Linked DNA regions of Sus scrofa: region 2 is linked to region 1. The links are chromatin contacts, called in public HiChIP or PLAC-seq maps. All regions are on one chromosome and are shown on one strand. The core of a region is the stretch at or near the end of the contact, and the rest is flanking DNA. Distances in the headings are between cores, read along the strand shown. Region 1 holds the start of VPS18 (vacuolar protein sorting-associated protein 18 homolog). Region 2 holds the start of RPUSD2 (RNA pseudouridylate synthase domain-containing protein 2).

Region 1 (6,022 bases), core at 1,250-3,749:
ATACTACAAGGTCAAGTTTTCTTCTTTTACAAATTTAGAAACTGAAGCTTGAGAAAAGCTCATTCGTGCAATTGCTGAATTTTTATCAGTGAGTTAGTGAATACCCCACAGGTGCTGGGTCTCTTGGAATAAATGCCCTGCAGGGCCCTCAAGTTTTGTGGGCCCTTGTGACCTCTGTCCCACCCCTACCCAGCTCTTCCCCCTCCCAGACAAAGGTGTCACTATTCCATCTGCCAGGTCTCCCCAGAGCCATCCTGCACCCTTCCCCACAACCCCTCTCCCCACAATGTCTAACTTGACAATACACCCAGCGGCCTTTCCTCATTTATGTCTCCCCCGAGTCTTCCCAGTCTACTCTCTCTTTTCTGGGCTGGGCCCTCACCTCTTCTCCTCTGCTTCTGCCTCAGATCCCATTCTCTCTAATGCGGACTTCACCCAAGCCACCACAAATCTTTCCAGAACCCACATCAGATGGTTTCATCCCCAGTGAAAACTTTCTGATGGCCCATTCAATAGCTTTCACAATCTGGGCACAGCCAGTCCCATTTCTCCAACTGCCCTACTTCCCATGCTCCAGCTTTCCACCCAGCCCCCAAACATCACACTACTTGCAGGCCTTTGCTCTTGGTTTTCTTTTTTGCTTTTTAGGGCTGCACATGCAGGGTATGGAAGTTTCCAGGTGAGGGGTTTGAATCAGATCTACAGCTGCCAGCCTACACCATGGCCACAGCAACACTGGATCCGAGCCACACCTGCAGCCTACACTGCAGCTCACGGCAACTCTGGATCCTTAACCCACTGAGCGAGGGCAGGGATCAAACCCTCATCCTCATGGATACTAGTTGGGTTTGTTACTGTTGAGCACAACTAAAACTCCTGCTCTTGGTTTTCTTGAGGGCTGCCTAACACTTTCCCTTTTTTGCCCTTGAAAATCATATATGCACTTCAAGTCTTAGCACAAACCACCTGCTTTCATACAACAATCCTTTCTCTCCTTGGCTCAGCAGTCAGTCCTTGCCTGTCTCATGGCAATTACCACAGGAATTCTGAGGGGTAGGAGCTGGTGAAGCTCAATCTCCAGCTGCGAGTTCCCTAAGGCACCTCTGTATTCAGGTGCTCAGGAGTGTTTGAGTTATCCTCACAGTCAGCTTCTGTCATATCAAAGCAAAATGCCCACACTTCATATGTAAGTGCCAGTAAGTGATCAATACAAGATAAGCCACAGCATTTCTGAGAGAGAAGTTGTGGTCCAGGGAGTCTTCATGGAAGAGGTGGACTTGAGAGTGACTGTCAGATTAAAACCATATTTAGAGTTTACTGAGCACATGTTATTACAATGAGCTTTCACCTAGATCACCTCATTTACTCTTCAACACAGACCTAAGAGATAAGTATCATTATATCTATTTCTTTAGATGAGGAGACCAAAGCTAACAGCATCAAATATACACAGTGTCGGAGTTCCTGTTGTGGCGCAGTGGTTAACGAATCCGACTAGGAACCATGAGGTTGCGGGTTCGGTCCCTGCCCTTGCTCAGTGGGTTAATGATCTGGCGTTGCCGTGAGCTGTGGTGTAGGTTGCAGACGCAGCTCGGATCCCGAGTTGCTGTGGCTCTGGCGTAGGCCGGTGGCTACAGCTCCGATTCGACCCCTAGCCTGGGAACCTCCATATGCTGCGGGAGCGGCCCAAGAAATAGCAACAACAACAACAACAACAAAGACAAAAAGACCAAAAAAAAAAATATATATATATATATACACAGTGTCACAGCTAGTGAGTGGCTGGGCAGGAGTAAAGGCTGGTCTCTGGGAGTTCCTATCATGGCTCAGCAGAAATAAATCTGACTAGTATCCATGAGGACACAGGTTCAGCCCTGGCTTCAGTAGGTTAAGGGTCAGGCATAGCTGTGAACTGTGGTGTAGATCGCAGATGCGGCTCAGATCTGGTGTTGCTTTGGTTGTGGTTGAGGCATAGGCTGGCAGCTACAGCTCCGACTTGACCCCTAGCCTGAGAACCTCTATATGCCGTGAATGTGGCCCTAAAAAGATTAAAAAAAAAAAAAAAAAGGCTGGCCTCTGACTCTTACTTCAAAGACTGGCCTAACATTGAAGAAGGAGGATATGGGGGAAAACTGCTGTAATCAACCAACAGGGAGTATGAACTGAATCTGCAGCAGGCAAGCCCACTTAGGCCCCATCCCATATATCCCAGAGAGCAGTGGAACCAGGAGGGAGGCTCTGGGGACAGTGAGGAGGTGACTGGAAAGATTCTGAGTTCCTGAGACACCCCTTCTGTGCTAAACAGCTCCACGCAGGGAGGATACTTGCTCTGCAGCGTCCAGACCTGACCTAAGGATGCAGCTGTAGCCCTCTTCTCTTGCTTGCACTGGGGGCGTGAACAGTGTGTTTCACTATCCACTCTTCAGCGTTTGTTTGGATTTGAATATTGCCTCCTGGCTTCCTCCACTTCCTGGCCACGTGACCTTGGACAAATTGCTCCACCAGGTCGAATTTCAGTTTCTGCTTTTGTAATGTGGGGAAAGGAGCAGTGCCTACTTCTTAGCATTAGTGCGAGGGTAAGCTGAAATAACATTAAATATTAGAAACTTAGCATGGTGCTTGGCACATCGTCAGCACACTGTAAATGTACCTTTTCTGGTTATTTGACCTTTGTCTGGACCTATTTGTGTTTCCCTAATGCAGGTGATCTGAGATGGAGTTTTAAGTAAGGGCAGGGCAGTTCCCTGGCTGGGATTACTTTTCCCAGGCCAGAGACCTGCCTACCTCCCAGCTCGGCACCTTCCCTCCAGGGACCTAACCTGAGCGCAGCGCCCCTGGCGGCATAGACGGCGGGAGAAGCAAGACCCGGCCAGAGGGAAGTTATGTTTTACCGCAAATCAGACGGGCGGTGGGAGGGGCAGTCCAGGCCCAGAGAGCCTTCGGCAAGGGCTGGTGAGGGTTCACTCTCTAGGCCTGTCAGGGAAATTCAGCAAGTGTGGACTCTCCACACAATGCATGGTGCGCACCTGGGCTCTTTTGAGGGTAAAGGGGGCGCTCTTAGTCATAACTGGGGACTACCGATTAAAACCAGGAAAGGGTGACGCTGGTCAAGAGCCTTCCACTTTAGCAAGGTAGCAAAGTCAATGAGCCCCAGGAGAGAAAAGACTGCAGTATGGGTCGCCTAGGCAAATGGAAGAGAGAAACCCAGTGGCAGTAGCATCCGAACCTTCGCTGTTCTGCTGCTCTGGACTCCTCACCTACCTCCAAAGTCACTTGTCCCTCATTCCTGCCTGCTTTTCAGGTATTTGTTCCCTGCTCCTTCGTGCTGCCATAGCACTGTGACCACGTACCTGGCTACACGTCAGGAGCGAAGGGCATTTTTTATCTGTTCTGTTCTCTATGGTGCCGCCCCAGCCTGGAACAGTGTCTGACAGAGTGTGTGTCTGCTCACGTGAGAACGACTGAGCTTCGAACAAATCATCAATCGCTTTTCTGGTATTAATTATCTATTTACTGACCCATCGCCCCCGCTGGATTATGACCTTCAAGGACGGTGTTGTACTTACCTAAGTAACCCCAGCACCTAGCCCAAGGCCAGGCATAGAGTAAGGGCTCAACACCTTTTTGTTAAATGAGTGAATGGAAGCGGCCCACTACCTCTTAGCAGTGCTTCTTCGTCTTCTCTGTTGCTCCTCTTGTCTCCTCTGACACCAAGGAGCCACTACGGAGCAGGTTAGGTAGCACATGGCTTCCTGCGAGCCGGACCACCAGCTCTGCCACTTTCTGGAAGCCGGTGGGTCCCTGGATGTGGGAGAAGCCAGGAGTGTTTGCCTGTGCCTTGTGAAGGTAGGGTCAAGACGGCAATTAGATTGAGGAGGTTCTCCTGGGTAACTCGGACAACGGGCTGTTTAAAAAGATGGGAGCCGGAGCTGGACAGAGAGAGCCTGAGCGTTCTTCTCACGGAGGTAAGCCTGGGTGTGAAATGTGCTAGGGACTGGCTCCGAGGCTGGGGCTGGACTGCCCTGGGAGGGTCGGGGAAGGGGGCTGGGAAAGCCGGGATTGCCTCCCGGTGTCCAAATCCGGAACTGCAGCAGGGTCCAGGAGGGAGGGGCTTGTGTTCAGCAGGGCCCGCCCAGCAACCGGCTCTTCTCCCGCTGCAAGGCGTGCAGGCTCCCGCACAAGCAGAGGGCTCCCCTGGAGAGGGGATTAGGCCTTGGCCCCGCCCTTCCTCACTCCTCACCTCCTCCCAGTGGCCGGCCGGGCGACGTTCCTGCGCGAGCAAACATCGGCTTCTGAGAACCCGGAAGTTACGTTATAGGCGCGCGTCCTGGGGGCGGGAGTCAGCTGAGCTCCTCGGGCGAGGTTGGGATCACCTGAGAGTGATCGAAGGGAGCCGATGTTTTTTTAGGCGCGGGAGTTGGGTGCTGAATTGAGCCCCCTTCAAGGGGGGAGGGCTCCCTGGTCTTCTCGCTCTATAAGGCGAGAGCGAGAAGATCCATAGGATTTTAAAGAGGAGGAGCCGAATTACCAGGATCTGTCAGATCCAGATCGAAGCTGAGGAGTCGCAGCTTCCCATCTGGGGAGACGGGGATCCCTGTGGGGAGCCCTGTTGTAATCTCTGGGCCTGGGACGGAGGACCCAGCGGCCGGGCACCATGGCGTCTATCTTGGATGAATATGAGGACTCCCTGTCCCGCTCGGCCGTCTTGCAGCCCGGCTGCCCCAGCGTGGGCATCCCCCATTCGGGTAAGGAAAGTGAGGGCGCCGCTGCACCTCTCAGCTTTCCTGGCATCTGCAGGAGAGGGGCGGGGAGGGGGGCTCCAAGAGCTCGGGTTAGCCTCCCCGGACTTGCAGTAGGGATCTAGGCCCTAGATTCTCCTCAGGCTCTAATCTAGCGGGTGGATGGTCAAAGTTTGAAAGAGCAGCAAGAGCAGCCGCGTGATCTAGGCCCTGCCACTAGGGTCCTTATAAGAGGGAACTGGGACTCAGATAAGGAAGTGACTTGCTTAGAGGGCTGCAGATGGGAAAACTGAGAATAGGCTCCAGACCCGTTGTGGAGGTGAGAGGAAGAGAGTGGATGAAGAATCTGGTGAAAGAGAAATGTTGTAGGGGGAGGAGCATGGTCCTAGAGGGAACTTTGTCACTGAACACGGAAAAATGAAGTATTTTAGGCTATCATTAAAGCTCCATGCAGCTGGGCAATGAGGGGATATTTTTGTGGAAAGTAGTACAGAATTGGCAGAGGGGTCTGAAGTGCTGGAATGTTTTATGCAGTGGTGAAGGAATGAGAGTTAAAGGCTAGACAGGAAGCACCAGCAGTTTGTTAACCAACTGACTGGAACTGTCCCCCAAGAACCCCTCTGCCCTCATTCTTCTAAAGACTCACTGAGACCATTACTGCATGGATCGAGGAGAGAGAGTGGAACTAGACCACTTTAGTTGAGCTGGGATTGCTGGGCCAAAGGCTGATAAGGAGAACACCCAACCCTTTGCTGCCCCCCCACCCCACCCCTGTTACCACTGGGAGCAGGTACATCATGCAACCCAAGGGTTCAAAGAATCAACCCCTCACTGTTGTCAGAAGTGTGGGAAGAGCCCAGAACCCCTAACATGGCCTAGGACTAATGGTGATTAGCAAACTGTTTGATATATTGCTATTAAAATGTTGGCTAACAAGGTCCTGGGGTAGGAGTATGTTGGGAAGGTGGAAAGAGCACTCTTTTGTTGCCTTCCCTTGCCCTTCCTTGCTCTGTTCCACAGCTAAGCTTTCCTTCACTCCTCACCTAGGGTATGTGAATGCCCAGCTAGAGAAGGAAGCGCCCATCTTCTCGAAGCAGCGCATTGACTTTACCCCTTCCGAGCGTATCACCAGTCTTGTCGTTTCCTGCAATCAGCTCTGCATGAGCCTGGGCAAGGATACACTACTTCGGTAAGTGAGGATCTAGAAGGTTTAGGACTGGGGACTGGATTGGTGGTATTTGGGGACTACTGACTGACTAGGCCCTTCTTCCACTCTGGGCAGG
Region 2 (6,423 bases), core at 2,439-4,938, 330 kb before region 1:
AAATGTTCAAATTTGTATGGTGTCTGAATATTTAAATTAGAACCTTCATGGTCAAGGACTACACCGAACTGGGCCTAGACCTAATCTCATCTCCATGTTGCAACCAGGGTCATCTTTTTGGAATGGAGGTGAGATCATGTCACAAGCATCCATACACACACACCCCAGAAACTCTTTGATGATTTCCCCCACATCTCTTAAATGAAAGACTTAAGATCCTGGTAGCTCAGCAGGTTAAGGATCTGGCAGCTGTCACTGTTGTGCCTCTGGTTACTGCTGTGATGTGGGTTCCATCCTTGTCCCCAGAACTTCTACGTGAGGCAGGCGAGGCCAAAAATAAATAAATAAATAAATAAATAAATAAATAAAATTAAAGACTTAAATCTTTATCATAGTAAGTTAGGTGGAGTTCTTAATTCAAACAATAGAGCTCATTCTAGCCAGTTAAGCCGTAAAAGGAATTAACTAAAGCTGCTCTGTACAATAAACTTTCTAGGATCATAGGAAAGTTCTGTATCTAATCTGTCCAATAAGGTAGCCACTAGCATCATCTTGTTATCGAGCACTTGAGATGCAGCTTGTGCAACTGAAGAACTGAATTTTAAATTTTCTTTCATTTTAATTTATTTAAATTTAAATAGCCACACAGGGCTAAAGACTTCTCTATTGTACACTACAGGATTAAAGGATATCAAGAAATTCACATGGGCCAAAGAGTCAGACTTAGAGATCTATACAGCCAGAAACAGTGTCTAAACATCACTGAGGACTGCTCAGGGAGCACCCCAATGCCACTGAGTATAGACACAGCATCAGGGCATTGGACACAAGAATCTCCCCCATTGTCGTCCCCCAAACCAGATGCCACCAATGCTAGCATGTCAGATATGGATTCCACACTGTGCCTGTTTCCTCTGCTGTTTGCCTCTGAACAAAAGATCCTGCCTGATCAGAGCTCAGGTGATGGATGACGAAATTGCAAGTGAGGCTAGGAAGGACAGTTTCTGGATTCCACATCTTAGAGACAGTACTTTATCTGGGAAATTCTCCACACAAAGAAGATCTTTGATGCTGGATCTCCAAAGCATCGATCTCCAAAGAGTGTGACAGAAGTCTACTTAGCATGGTCTATAGCAGAGCCTTTTAAACTTTAATATGCAGATGAATCATCTGAGGATCTTGTTAAGATGCAGATTCTCAGAGTAGTGGCTCAGCGGAAACAAATCCAACCAGTATCCATGAGGATGCGGCCTCACTTACTGGGTCAGGGATCCAACATTGCTGTGAGCCGTGGTGTAGGTCATAGACACGGCTTGGATCTCGAGTTGCTGTGGAGCAGGCCAGGGGCTACAGCTCCAATGTGATCCCTAGCCTGGGAACTTACATTTGCCGAGGGTGCAGCCCTAAAAAGAAAAAAAAAATGCAGATTCTCAATCAGCAGGTCTGGAGGGAAGGAGGAAAAATATTCTGCAGCTCCAAGTTGCCAGATGTTGCCCACGTTGCTAATCCATAAACCACATGGGCGTAGCAAGAATTTATACAATCGTACAGGGTCTCATTCTCTAGATCTCTCCTTGTCTGTGCTTCAGACACGTTCTGAAAAATACTCTTTTTTTTTTTTTTCGGTCTTTTTGCATTTTCTAGGGTCACTCCCGGGGCATATGGAGGTTCCCAGGCTAGGGGTCTAATCGGAGCTATAGCTGCCGGTGTATACCAGAACCATAGAAACACCAGATCTGAGCCGCATCTGTAACCTACACCACAGCTCACAGCAACACTGGATCCTTAACCCACTGAGCAAGGCCAGGGATTGAACCCACAACCTCATGGTTCCTAGTTGGATTCGTTAACCACTGAGCCACAACGGGAACTCCTCTTTTTTTTTTGTTTTTTTAAATAACAACTTTAGGAGTTCCCTTATGGTGCATTGGGTTAAGGATCCCACGTTGTCACTGCAGTGGCTTGTGCCTCTGCTGTGGCTTGGGTTTGATCCCTGTCTCAGGAACTTTTGTATGCCATAGGCACAGCCAAAAACAAACAAACAAAAAGTTATTGAAATGTAATTCACACTCCATGAAATTCACCTTTTTGTCATGTGGCTGGTTCTCAGAGGCCTTGGCTTCTCTTGATTTGGCTGTTTCTGAGTTTGTTCGCCAACTCTCTTGTGAATTCTTTTTTTTTTTTAAATGAATTACACAATATACATTTTTTAAATAGATTTTTTACAAAGACTATATCATGTTACACATTTCTGGCTCTTATTTTTCTCGCCATTTACTTGCCTGTAGGTTCTCTGGGCTTCAGTGACCTCATCTGGAAAATGATGGTAGCACTTATAGGGTTATTATGAGAATTCACTGCGTTAAAATACATACAGCACTTAAAATAGCACTATATATGAGTGCTTGCTATTATCGTTATTATTTTCATTCCACAAAACCTATGTCAACCGCACTTGCTTGATTTCATTCTTTTTAATGGTTATGAACAGAATTTTGTGATGAAGAATGATGTATCCATTCATTCGACTTTTAGTGGGCGATTGCTTTGCTTCCATTTTTTGGTCACTAAAAAGCAACATTGCAGTAAACACCTTTGTATATATACCCTTACCTACATTTTTTTTTCTTACTCAGGGACGGATTCTCATGAATGGCATAGCTAGGTTAAAGAGTATGTGAGTGTGTGTACGGTTTTAAATTTCATTAAACGCCATATTGCTTTCTGAGAAGAGTGTGACAGATGCACAATTCCACCAGTAATGTATGGGTGTATAGTTTTTCCTTCAATCCCACCAACAGTTGATCTTTCTGCTCTTTTTAAATTTTCTCTTGTGAATTCTATGAGGCAGTAATATCCTTTCAATAATTTTCTCTTTGGAGTTTCCTTTGTGGCTCAGCGGTTAACGAATACGACTAGCATCCATGAGACCTCAGGTTCCATCCCTGGCCTTGCTCAGTGGTTTAAGGATCTGGCGTTGCCATGATCTGTGGTGTGGTCCCAGCCTAAATTTGGATCTTCGTGACGTGGCTGGGGCATAGGCCAGCAGCTATAGCTCTGATTGACCCCTAGCCTGGGAACCTCTATATGCCGCGGGTGTGACCCTAAGAAATTAAAAAAATAATAATAATAAATTTCCTCTTTTATAAATTAAAAATTATTGGTTTCAGTATTTTGCATTTAAGTATTTTGGTTTCAGTATTTTGCATTTAAGAACTCTGACAAATACATCTTCTGATCCACTTGCAGTTTTAATCTCGGGACAGGAGCATATGGGAAGCAACTAGGAGATCTCTAATCTTTCTCATGATGTTAGGGGGATCGACAAGTGTAAAAACATTGCTTCTGGGGTGTGTGAGTTTAATTACATATATATATCAAATTTACCGAGTTAAGTCACAAACTATCACATCTTTTTAAAGTAAACAACACAGTGATTCTTAGTATATCCAGAGTTTAGAAATCCTCATTTTATTTTGTTTTAAATAACTCCTTTCAAGAGTTTTTCCAGACGCAAGACTTTGAGCATATCTATACGTTATCTCCACTTTTAATGAGTCATTCTCCTAGCCTCTCAACTCTTTCAACTCACCCCTTCGCTCCTACTCCCCTCTCAGTCCCATCCCGGCACGAGGCCTCAATGATTGGTTGATGCCAAGTGACGTCCTCAGATCGCGACCCAGAAGCCGCGGCCACGTGGTTATGTGGCTGGGCGGCCGCTTGTGGCTCCCGGTTCTTAGGCAAGTGTGCTCCAACCTCCGGCGTCTCACCTTTGCCAGGACTTGGGGTGACCGCAGGGACCCCATGGCGGAAACACTCTCGACCCGGGCCGAGGCCGCGGGCGGGCTGGAGGCCCCGGCTCAGCAAAACGGAGTTGCGGGTGGCGAACCTAGGGAACCGCAAGAGAGCCTGGAGCCTGCGGGCCCTGGAGTGGAGCTGGCCCCGGGAGACGCGAAGCAGGCCTCCGAGATCGAGGAGCAGGCCCCGGTCGTAGCCCCCGGCCCAGGCAAGCGGAAGAAGCGGCGGGGCGCAACCGGAGAGCGTGTCGTGCCGCCCCCGAAGAAGCGACGGGCAGGGGTTAGCTTCAGCGATGAGCACTTTGCCGAGACCAGCTACTATTTCGAGGGCGGCCTGCGCAAAGTGCGGCCCTACTATTTTGACTTTCAGACTTACTGCAAAGGCCGCTGGGTGGGCCACAGCTTGCTGCACGTCTTCAGCACCGAGTTCCGAGCCCAGCCCCTGGCCTACTACGAGGCAGCGGTCAGGGCGGGCCGCCTGCACCTCAATGAGGAGCCCGTGAAGGACCTCAGCATTGTGCTCAAGGTGGAGTCTTGATGGGGCCTGCCCGGAAGCGGGCAAGGAAAGGGGCAAGGCTTTTTTCACAGTTACCAGGGCATAAGTATTGGGGTAAAATAGGGGTAATTCTGAAGCGTTCTCGTTTTCATTTGGAACACTCTTTTAGTGCCCATTTTTGCAAGTAGACAGCCTGTATGCTTCAGAACTCAGTCCACTTATCCCTTCTATCAAGGGGGCTTCTGTGTTGCCAGGAGTTGGAATTCTTATAGCTTCTTTTATGCAGCCTTGTGGCACTGGCCCAGATGACTTTCCACCTTGCATTGTAGATCTCTGTACAAATAGTAATAACGGAGACCATCATTTTTATTCCCTGACTCTGTGCTGGGCACAAAGTTAAGCATTTTATGTACTTTAACATTTAATTCTAATGACAGCCTTGTGGAGTGGATAATGCTGCCACCTCTTACCTGTTAGGAAGCTGAGGAAACTAAGGTAAACCTCACAGAGGTAAGGCAGCACTGCCACCTCCAATGCCTGTTTTCTTTTTTTGTTTGTTTTGTCTTTGTTTTTCAGGTGCGGCATATGGAAGTTCCCAGGCTAGGGGTCAGATCCAAGCCACCTCTGACCCACGCCACAGCTCGCAGCAATGCCAGATCCTTAACCTGCTGAGCCTTGACAGGAACTCCCAATGCCTGTGTTCTTACAAGTTCTACATTTATCGTACAGCCTGATGTGATAAACTTGTGAAATGAGAGGAATAGAGACTAGAATTGTCTAGCCCAGTGCTTTGATCCTTTAAAATTACATCACAGCTAAGAGATATCAGACACCTGTGTCAGTAGAAGTGGCTCTCCAAGGTTGTGGGAGTTCACAAGGCACTTTTTTCTTTTGTAGAATGAGTGGTTTGAATCCTTTCTTCTGTCCCAATTTTGAGAAGCACGGTTCTGGACTGACCCTCACATTTTACAGATAAGGAAACTGAGGCCTAGAAAAGCTAAGTGGCTTTTGTAGGAGTGTGTAGTAAAGAGTTCCCCTTGTGGCTCAGCAGAAATGAATCCAACTAGTATCCATGAGGACACAGGTTCGATCCCTGGCTTCACTCAGTGGGTTAAGTATCTGGTATTGCCATGAACTGTGGTGTAGGTTGCAGACACGGCTCAGATCTCACATTGCTGTAGCTGTGGTGTAGACTGTCAGCCATAGCTCCCATTTGACCCATAGCCTGGGAACTTCCATATGCACATGTGGCCCTAAAAAGCAAAAAAAAAAAAAAAGTGTGTAGTAAGCCTGTGGCAAATTCAGGTCTGGAGCCCAAATCTCTGGACTTAGAGCTTGGTGTTTGTTCACAGTCACAATAAGTGATACTTTAGAAAATTTTAATTTTAGAAAAATAATTTAGAAAAATTAATGTTTTTCCTTTTAGAAAATTTTAATTTTTAATTATAACCGTTGTATAGAAATACAAATGAGCAGAACAAAAAAAAATGCATACCCCACCACCCAAAAATGTCACCATTAACATTTTATGAATGTCCTTCTAGCACTTTTTCAGTGCCTATCTGCCTGTGTGTCTGTGATTTTACAAAATGAGGATCCACTGTGCACACTGCTTTTTCTGCTTCAGGATGTACTGTGACCATTCTTCCAGGCCAGTAAGGAAGAGGGGAGGAAACTGTAAAGTCGACTGATTACATGTGGCTGGCCCTTGGGCTGACCAATTGCCTTATGTCATTCGCAGGACAATGACTTCTTACGGAACACAGTGCACAGGCATGAGCCACCAGTTACAGCAGAACCTGTCGCCTGCTGGCCGAGAACGAAGATGTGGTAGTTGTAGACAAGCCTTCTTCCATTCCTGTCCACCCCTGTGGCCGCTTCCGACACAACACGGTCATCTTTATCCTGGGCAAGGAGCACCAACTCAAAGAGCTACACCCATTGCATCGACTTGACCGCCTTACGTCCGGGGTCCTCATGTTTGCCAAGACAGCGGCCGTCTCAGAGAGAATTCATGAACAGGTTCGGGACCGGCAGGTGAGACAAGCTTTTGCCTCCTTCAGGTTACTTCCTGCATTCATGAATGCTCTGTGTTGAAAAGATGTCACTGGAGTTCCTGTTGTGGCACAG

The links. HiChIP or PLAC-seq counts read pairs in DNA pulled down with a chosen protein or histone mark.
Region 2: a contact with region 1 is called in an H3K27ac HiChIP or PLAC-seq map of alveolar macrophages. The contact joins the promoter of RPUSD2 here to the promoter of VPS18 in region 1. A contact is called at or near these places in 1 of 5 promoter capture datasets (liver) and 1 of 2 datasets of contacts at active chromatin or transcription factors (alveolar macrophages).

The regions. Positions count from the first base shown.
Region 1 is chr1:130,416,944-130,422,965 of Sscrofa11.1, reverse strand. It overlaps VPS18 (vacuolar protein sorting-associated protein 18 homolog), which reads left to right and starts at 2,499. Exons shown (of 6, transcript XM_001929361.4): 1 at 2,499-2,576; 2 at 2,704-4,745; 3 at 5,787-5,928. The coding sequence starts at 4,655. LOC106509024 (a long non-coding RNA gene) reads right to left here and starts at 3,778. Exons shown (of 2, transcript XR_001306223.2): 1 at 3,658-3,778.
Region 2 is chr1:130,744,239-130,750,661 of Sscrofa11.1, reverse strand. RPUSD2 (RNA pseudouridylate synthase domain-containing protein 2) reads left to right here and starts at 3,688. Exons shown (of 4, transcript XM_021097613.1): 1 at 3,688-4,323; 2 at 6,035-6,092; 3 at 6,095-6,330. The coding sequence starts at 3,703.